Linked DNA regions of Mus musculus: region 1 is linked to region 2. Evidence: chromatin contacts called from public promoter capture Hi-C data. All regions are on one chromosome and are shown on one strand. The core of a region is the stretch at or near the end of the contact, and the rest is flanking DNA. Distances in the headings are between cores, read along the strand shown. Region 1 has its middle 19 kb from the start of Gm40425. Region 2 holds the start of Gpr33 (G protein-coupled receptor 33).

The links. Promoter capture Hi-C pulls out the DNA fragments that hold promoters and counts their contacts.
Region 1: a contact with region 2 is called in a promoter capture Hi-C map of liver, with 8 times the contacts expected there. The contact joins the enhancer-like site here to the promoter of Gpr33 in region 2. A contact is called at or near these places in 2 of 39 promoter capture datasets (hippocampal neurons and liver) and 4 of 484 Hi-C or Micro-C datasets (cardiomyocytes, cerebral cortex and cortical neurons).

The regions. Positions count from the first base shown.
Region 1 is chr12:54,566,859-54,571,503 of GRCm38.p6, reverse strand. No RefSeq gene overlaps it. Among named protein-coding and RNA genes, the nearest start is that of Gm40425, 19 kb to the right of the region's middle. Within about 2 kb of position 2,828, at least 59 of the 459 cell types and tissues checked have an H3K27ac peak or open chromatin away from gene starts, as enhancers often do. A contact at or near this core is called in liver, where this site is marked.
Region 2 is chr12:52,026,427-52,030,805 of GRCm38.p6, reverse strand. It overlaps Gpr33 (G protein-coupled receptor 33), which reads left to right and starts at 2,743. Exons shown (of 2, transcript NM_008159.2): 1 at 2,743-2,872.

The DNA.
Region 1 (4,645 bases), core at 1,579-4,078, 2.5 Mb before region 2:
AAAGTCCCACAGTCTTTACATATTAAAAGTTCAATCTGCAGGGCGTGGCGGTGCACGCCTTTAATCCCAGCACTCGGGAGGCAGAGGCAGGTGGATTTCTGAGTTTGAAGCCAGCCTGGTCTACAAAGTGAGTTCCCGGACAGCCAGGGCATACAGAGAAACCTTGTCTCGGAAAACAAAAAACAAAAAACAAACAAACAAAAAATTCAATCCTTTTAAAATATCCAATATCTTTTAAAATCCAAAGTGTTTTTACAATTAAAAGTCTCTTAACTGGAATCCACTAAAATATTTTCTTCCTTCAAGAGGGAAAAATGTCAGGACACAGTCACAATCAAAAGCAAAAATTAAACTCCAACTGTCCAATGTCTGGGATCCAACTCACTGTCTTCTGGGCTCCTCCAAGGGCTTGGGTCACTTCTCCAGCCCTGTCCTTTGTAGCACACAGCTTTTCCTCTAGGCTCCAGATGCTCCACTCCAGCAGTACTCCACTGCTGCTGCTGTTCTTGGTGGTCATTCATGGTCCTGTCATCTCCAAAACACTACATGACCCCTTCAGTCCTGGGCCATCAATTGTAACTGAGGCTGCACCTTCACCAATGGCCTTCCATGGCCGCTCACAGTGCTGAGCCTCAGCTGCTCTGCACGACCCCTTCATGCCTTCAAAACCAGTACCACCTGGGTGACTCTTATACATTACCAAGTCCTGCTGCTGCATGAGATACAACTTTGGCTATCTCTGGAACACAGCCTCTTTGTGCTTTCAGAAAACACTTCCTAGAAGATGTCACCTCAACCATGCTGGTCTCTTCTTAATCACTGCTAATTTCTTAGTTCCAGCTAACCAGCATCAATAGTCTCAGCAATGCAAAGGTTTCACTTTAGTAGTTCTGGTGTCTTGTTAATCACAACTTATTCTTCAGCCACAGCTAACCAGAAACAAAATCTTCACAATCAAATTAGCAATGGCCCCGATAAGAGTCTTTAATCTTCCCTCTGAAATTTCACAAGCCAAGACTCCATCTTCTGCACTGTTCTCAACATTATCTTCCAAGCTCCCACACAACATCCCACAGAGCTCTTAACACTGAATGGATCTTCTAGCCTGAAGTTCCAAAGTCCTTCCACAGTCCTCCCCAAAACATGGTCAGGTTGTCAAAGGAATACCCCACTATGCTGGTACCAATTTGTCTTAGTCAGGGTTTCTATTCCTGCACAAACATCATGACCAAGAAGCAAGCTGGGGAGGAAAGGGTTTATTCAGCTTACACTTTCCACATTGCTGTTAATCACCAAGGAAGTCAGGACTGGAACTCAAGCAGGTCAGGAAGCAGGAGCTGATGCAGAGGCCATGAGGGATGTTACTTACTGGCTTGCTTCCCCTGGCTTGCTCAGCCTGCTCTCTTATAGAACCAAGACTACCAGCCCAGAGATGGCACCACCCACAAGGGGATCTCCTCCCTTGATCACTAATTGAGAAAATGCCTTACAGCTGGATCTCATGGACGTATTTCCCCAACTGAAGCTCCTTTCTCTGTGATAACTCCAGCCTGTGTCAAGTTGACACAAAACTAGCCAGTACAGTCCATTTTCACCATGGTGAGAAGCATGGCAGCATGCAGGCAGACATGGTGCTGGAGAAGGAGCCGAGAGTTCTACATCAGGATCCACAGATAACAGGAAGAGAGAGTGACACGGCCTGGTTTGAGCATCTGAAATCTCAAAGCCCACCCCAGTGACACACTTCCTTTAGGCCATACCTACTCCAACAAGGCACACCCTCTAGTTAGTGCTCTTCTCTAGGAGCCTATGGGATCCATTTTCATTCAAACCACTACAGGCTTGAAACCTAGGACAAATGGCCAACTGAGGTATCTATTGAACACATCAAAGGACAATCAGGTTCTCCCAGCGTTCTTCAGTCCCTACCTGTTATAGGGTATGGATGTCATAGCCTGTCCCCTACCCTAAACTTCTGTAGCCCAGGGGCTGGGCTGCTCTTCCCTATATAATTCAGCCATTTTGGTTACTTGACCTTTACCCTCCAGGTCTCTTGATTTGGCTCTCTTCTCTCCTCCCCCTTCTCCTCACATGACTTGGCTCAGGGTCCTGTTCATTCTGGATGTTCACAGATATGTCTGCCTCTAGTTTTGTTGTGTCTCCTATCTATAATAAACCTTCCCATCTAATATGCCTAGGAACAGTCATGCCCTTTTTCATTTCTTGTTTTTTATTCAGGCAGTGTCTTTACCGTACCCCTCCTCCCATACACACAGGAGTGGAGTTAGGAAGAACCCATATGGCAGCTCAGCTTTGGACTCATTGGCAGCCTGTGATGGGCTGAACTTGGCTGCTCGAGGTTGGATTGAGGCATGGTGGTTTGTTACTTTTAAGATCTAGTTTTCAGTTTTCTGAGCTGATTTTAAACTTGCAAACCAAAACCAAAACCAAAACCAAACCAAACCAAAACAAACCCAAACAGCAGCAGCAGCAGCAGCAACAACAACAACAACAACAACAGAACCAAACAAAAATCTTAAACTCAAAGTACCGAGGCAATCTTAGGCCAACACTCTTGTACTTAGGGAACATTCCTGACAAATCCTTTTGTCTGGAAGCAAAGCTTCAAAGGGTTTGTGGCTTTTCAGCTCCTGAAAGACTGGTTGAGGCAAGCTGGAGTTTCCCTCTCTTATCTGTGTGATAAACTATCTTATCTCCACTTCCCCCTCCCTCCCTGCCTTGATCTGTGGTTTGTTGCTAAGCCACTGTTTGGGGCAGGTGAGGCTAAGAAACTCACATGGCCCCGATTGTACCCAGTTCCTAACAAAGACAGGTTTGAGCTGGTTCCAGGGAACAGCTTCTAGCTCTGGCGCATCCAGTGACTTTCTGCTGCTCTCTGGACAAAAGTTTTCACGTGGTCTCTGTTGGGGTTCAGGAATTGCCACATAAACTACTCAGACTCCAGTTTCAGTTAAACAAGGCTGGTTTATTGAATGCACTCCCCAAGACTGATCGATCAGGGTCATAGCTTAGCCTTGGGAGCTAAGATTGGACCATGAATATTTCCCAGGGCCAGCTTATATGGAAAAACCATAATGAACTCTCAACCCGTACAGGGATGGCTGCTGGGTGGTTGGCCTTTTTCCAAGAGTTTGTTTGTTTGTTTTTTAATAGTTAGGACATAACAGTTCAAACTGACCTCTCTTTTGATTGGTCCTGAGTGAGGTTATGGTTGTGGAACATAGGGTATGCGGTCAGCTTGACCCTGCTCTGAATCAAGCTATTTTTCTATGTCAGTATTACAGCAACAATATGAAATACCTGGCAGGCAGATTACAACAGCAGTATGGACTGACTGGCAGGCCTGGAACAAAATGGCTACAGCTATGTTGGGGAAGCAGGCTTCAACAGTCCCCAGCTGACTAAGGAGACAGGACTGGGTGTAACAAACGGCACGGGTGTGAAGGAACATTCTGTTGCTTGGATTCCCATGTGGAGAAATCACAAGGCTCACAGAAGTGTCATGGAGAAGTCAGTGTGCTCCAAGCTCTGCATTGGAATTTCAGCTCTCATAGTTGTGCCCCACACACTCTTTCAAGGTTTCCCTTCTAGTTAGCCATTGAATCCTACCATCCCATAATTTTAATTATTTATTTATTTATTTATTTATTTATATTTTATTTTATTATTTTTTTGCTGAAGCCAGATGTCCTGTTCCTCAGATCTGCCAGTTTGGATTTTCCATGTAAAGACTTATTAAGATTAGCATAGCTTGTCCTTCCTGCTCTCAGATTCTGTAGAAAGGAGCGTAGCGGGCTGGCTCAGAGTGTGGAGTCTAGGTTCAAGACTCTTCTGACACTGACAAGACCAGGGCATGTGGTGGAGCCTTGTAAGGGTGAAATGTGGTGACTCTGTGTGCATACTCTGTGTGCTTCCTGTGGCATAAATATAATGAATGCTAACTGTCTTAGTTTTTAAACACTCTCTAGTCACTCACTAAACATTTTGTTCTAGATTCTCACCAGCATTGGGTTCTGTGCCCTGGAGCTGACTACATTTTCCCTGATTTCACGTTCTATGAGAATCTGCAGACAGAACCACAGGAGTCACAGGGTGGGAGGGGAAAAAGCAGTCTGAAAGGCTATGCTTTGGGCTGATCAAGGGTGTCTGTCCTACATAAAGCAAAGTCTTCTCTGCTTCCAGTAAAGTCTAAATGCTTTGCCAACCACAGGAAACGATAACAGCAGCGGCGGCGGCGGCGGCGGCGTCGGCGTCGGCGGCAGCGGCAGCGGCAGCAGCAGCAGCAGCAACAACAGCATAAAAGTTTGCATCCTGAGATAGATCAGAAGTGTCTAGGAATGTTTCCTATAAACTTGGGCTTCCCGCTCTGAGCCAGCTTCACCCTTGATTTTCACTATTTGATGTCTGGAGCCGTGGTTGAGCTTTGCGACTGTCAGCCATAGGAGTAAGGCGCCCTTTTCCTACCCCCACTTGGACTGGTGTGAACTTGGCAACTTATGCAAGACTGTTTTCCTTTACATCTTTGTTACAGCCTCATCGCTTATCTGAGATCTTGCTTTATCTGAGATCTGTGGCTTTAGTTACTCACTCAAATTACTGTGAAAAATCCCAGGCATTAAAAACA
Region 2 (4,379 bases), core at 1,494-3,993:
CCTGGTCTACAAACCAAGTCCAGGAAAGCCAGGGCTCTGTTACACAGAGACACCTGTCTCAAAAACAAACAAACAAACAGAACAAAGCCAAAACAAAACAAAGTGTGGTGACACTTGCCTGTAATCTCAGTGTTGGAGACGAAGAAACAAGAGAGGGTTCCTAAGGTCTGCTGGCCAGTCAGTCTAAACAAATTGGTGACCTCCAGGTTCACTGAGAGAGCCTGTCTAAAAAATTTAAAAATTAAAAAATTTTTAAAAATTTAAAATACATATATGTACAGAATGATTGGGAAAGATGCTCTGACAGTGACTTCTGACCTGCACACACATGTGCATGCACACACGGAAGCAGAAAGGGAGGGAGGGAAGTCTCTCCCAGACACCTATGACTTCCTTCAGGCTGGAAACCGCTGGGCGAATACTTTCTCAAAGCTCTTTCCTGTGCTGCCTGACCAATGAAGACACTCACTGTGTAAATGACAAAATCTACAAATAAGAGAAAATGGGAGAGTGTTTAATTTTTCTTCTCATCACTAGAAAACCTAAAATCGACATCTTCCACACTCTCTTCAAGAATTTGCTGTTTCCCTCTAGTTAATTATTAAACCAGATGACGCAAACACTGTAGAAAACACACAGACCACTTGAAGAAATGACTTCCCTTCTATGGCTTCGTTGGGGATATGACTGTTCATTTGTCTTTCACTTTTAATTAAGTCAGGTGATTTCAAGTCAAGAAACTGATCTGTGTCCTTGGCTCCAACCACAGTATGAACCATATAGAAATGAAAAGCCAAGGGCTCTCAGCCAAGGGCCCTGGCTGCCCTGCAGAGGACACTGGTCCAATTCCCAGCACCCACATAGTAGCTCACCACCATCTACAACACTGGTTCCAGGGACTCTCACACCCTCTTCTGTCCTCTTAGGTCACCAGGCACACATGTGGTGCACAGGCATACACGACAGCAAAACGTCCACGCATATAAAAAATATAATTTTTAAAAGATTAAGAAATGAAGAAACGGACGATGTTGCTGAGGAGCCTGAATACCTATTGTGTCTAAGGCCTGGAACATCTCTCTCCAACATCCCTCAACTACTCAGTTCAGGTAGCATCTTCAACAACTGTAAACATTTCGGGCAACTACTTTGAATTATTTATCTTGTTTGTCTCAGTTTGCACACTGTCTGGCAGGCTAGAGTATTCATAAATATTTCTTGAATTATGGCATTCGGATACATTTGCTCCAGCCCAGTGGACTTGTAAGTGTGCATTCTGTTGCAACTTACATAATGCCAGTACCAACTCAACTGTTATTCATTCAATACTTGCCCTGTGCCTGCCATTGTACTGAGCCTTTTAGACGTATTTCACTTTATCCCCACAAGGGTAATCAAAAAACAACAACAAAAACAACTCATTCCTGTTCTTTTTTTTTATGTTAACATATGAAGAGGCTGAGACTCTGATAATGTGCAGAGAGATACAGATAGCCCTATAATAGAGATAGAGGCACCATTGGGATTTCTACACGGGGTGTGGCAGCTCCCTCTGCCCTGTATTATACAGTCACTATCATTCCCACAAGCTGTGCATTGGAATTTTTAGTGCACATTATTTTCACCCCAGCTTCTTTATTAACTGTTAACAGAATCTAGGATGGGCTCTCAGAGAGTTTCAAGGGTCTCAACTCCTTCATCTGTGGAAAGGGAGTTTAATGAAAAACCTATCATGATTTGCTTAACCCCTCTGGGACTTAGTCTACTAATGTTCAGAACAAGCAGGTTTGGACCCGGTAATTCCCCGTTACATATGGATCTATACATGAACCCAAAAGCCTCCAGAGGAAGTCCTTTCTAAAATGTAGTAATAAGTTTGAACGTCATCCTTAGCCTACCAAGAAGATCTGTAGCTCAGTTGAAGGTCACAGACAGGAATGAATTAAGATCTAAGATTTAAGCCAATTTCAAATAAGTCTGTAGTCTAGCTGTGAAAGCATTAAGTTCTGAGTAGACAGAATAGACGGTGGCTCTTACTCCCAAGCTTTCACCACTGAAGATACACTGTTTCTGATGCATTTTCTACTCTGGCAGTGATGAGAGGAAGAAGAAAGGACCATGAGGCTGGCACTGAGGTGGATCTGAAATGGGGGAGGGGGACTAGAGAGAGGAGTGAACCAGCAATGAATGGTTCACAGAGTCCGTCGTGCTGTAAGATAATGACTCGGCTCTGTCCCCCAACAACTGTCCAGATGCAACCATTCTGTCTACCACTCTTCCTCTTTCCAGACTGAACGACGACAGTCTTTGACCTGTCACCTTCATTCTGCTTAGTGTGAGAACCAGAGTTTAAGTTTTTCTCTTTAACAATTTTCTTTCCAGCGAGATCAGATAGTTAAGTTCCAGATTCTATAACACCCAGGGCTCGTGCCTACCGTCTTGCTGTGTATCTACCGTTGATGGCCCATAAGCCAATGAAATCTCCAAAATCAAACCTGCCTGGTGGGATGAACAGACCTGAGGATGGAATTGAAACCAGTGTCTTAACACCTGACATTATCCTATTAACCTTAACTGAAATGATTGTTCACAGAATTTTTTGACTCTCATTTTGAAATCGAGAAATGGTTTGGAGAAGTACTTCTGTCTTGGACTCCACCTCCACAGCAGTATGTTCTACAGAAAAGAAACCGGAGGAGTTGAAAGACTCTGTGAACTTGTCAAAGGCAAGACTAAAGAGCAGCATCCACCAGAAAGGGATGAGAGGAACAAAATAAAGGCAGAATCTCCAGTTGCTGCCCCTTCCCCCAGAGAGAAGACTGTTGGACACTGTGGCATCTCAGACTACTTGGCATGAAGACACAGCTCTGAGGTAAGACCCCTGGGCCCAGCAGGATTCTCAGCTTCCTAAAGATCAGCTAGTCTGAGGCTCCTGAGGCTTTCCTCCAGACGCAGCTCAGTGTCTCTGGAAGCTCTGGAGGCTCTAGAAGCTGCTCCAGCCAAAGCTACCAATGCATCAAGAGAAGAAGATCTGAGAGTGTAGCTAGAGAAGATAGACTCTCAGAGGTTCCGTACAAGTGCTTCCGGAAAGAGAGAAATAGAGTCTGTAGCTTTAAAAGGGTTAAATGAGGATTTGATTGGTTTTACTCTAACAAGTTGAGCAAAATGGCACGTTTAAATAACAAATATTAGGCCTGTGGTGGTGGCATGCACCTTTAATCCCAGTACCTGAAAGGCAGAAGCAAGCAGACCTCTGAGTTTGAGGCCAGACTACAAAGTAAATTCCAGGACAGCCAGGGCTACAGAGAGAAATGTTATCTCAAAAAAACTAAAAAACAAAACAAAACAAATAAACAAACAAACAAAAAAACCTAAAAACTGTCATCAGCCATTTTAGGCACTAAGTTCACTGCCCCATTCAGTCTTCATAAAAACTCTAAGGGGTTAAAGAGGTCACAGAGCTAGTAGAGTAGACTCAAAATTATACTCCAGTGCTTCAAGCCATCTTAAAAGGTGTTCAAGAATGAAGAACTTCTCTTAACTTCTGCATCACACAGTGGGTCTTTATCCACACATATTCATCACATACACACAATACTAATACACGTTGTTGTTTTTTTTAAGTTTTTCAAGACAAGGTTTTTCTGTGTATTCATGGCTATTCTGGAACTCACTCTGTTCCAGTCTGGCCTCAAAACTCAGAGATCTACCTGTCTCTGTCTCCCAAGTGCTGGGGTTAAAGGCATGTGCCACCATGCCTGGTAGTAGTATACCTTTCATGCTAAAAATCATGACGAATTTTCATAGTATATTCAATACATTAATGCTTCCAAGAACCTTATGTAAAATGCAAAGCCACCAATTCTAATTACAGAACAAAGTTTTTATTCTGTTTAAGTTTATATTAACTTCAGACACTAGAGTTCAGCCTCACAAGTCAACAAATAAAGCATCCAGAAACTCAGCTTTCTATATGCATATACACTGAGAGATATCAAACACACACAACACAGACACACCAACACCACACATGTACCACTTGCACATATGGACACACAAGAACAGATATACACTTAAGCAATGCATAATATACATACACACACATACACACACACTTCACAAATACACTACAGATGACATACACAGACTTACATGGGCACACACAGAACTTTAGATATATAATCTATGGATAAAAATACACCCCACAGTGAAATGCTTACTATATATGCACCTGCATACACACAAATGCACCACAGATGCACAGACTACAGGTATTATACACACACTGAGAGAGAGAGAGACAGAGAGAGAGACAGAGAGAGAGACTGAGAGAGAGACTGAGAGAGACAGAGACAGAGAAACAGAGAGAGACAGAGGGA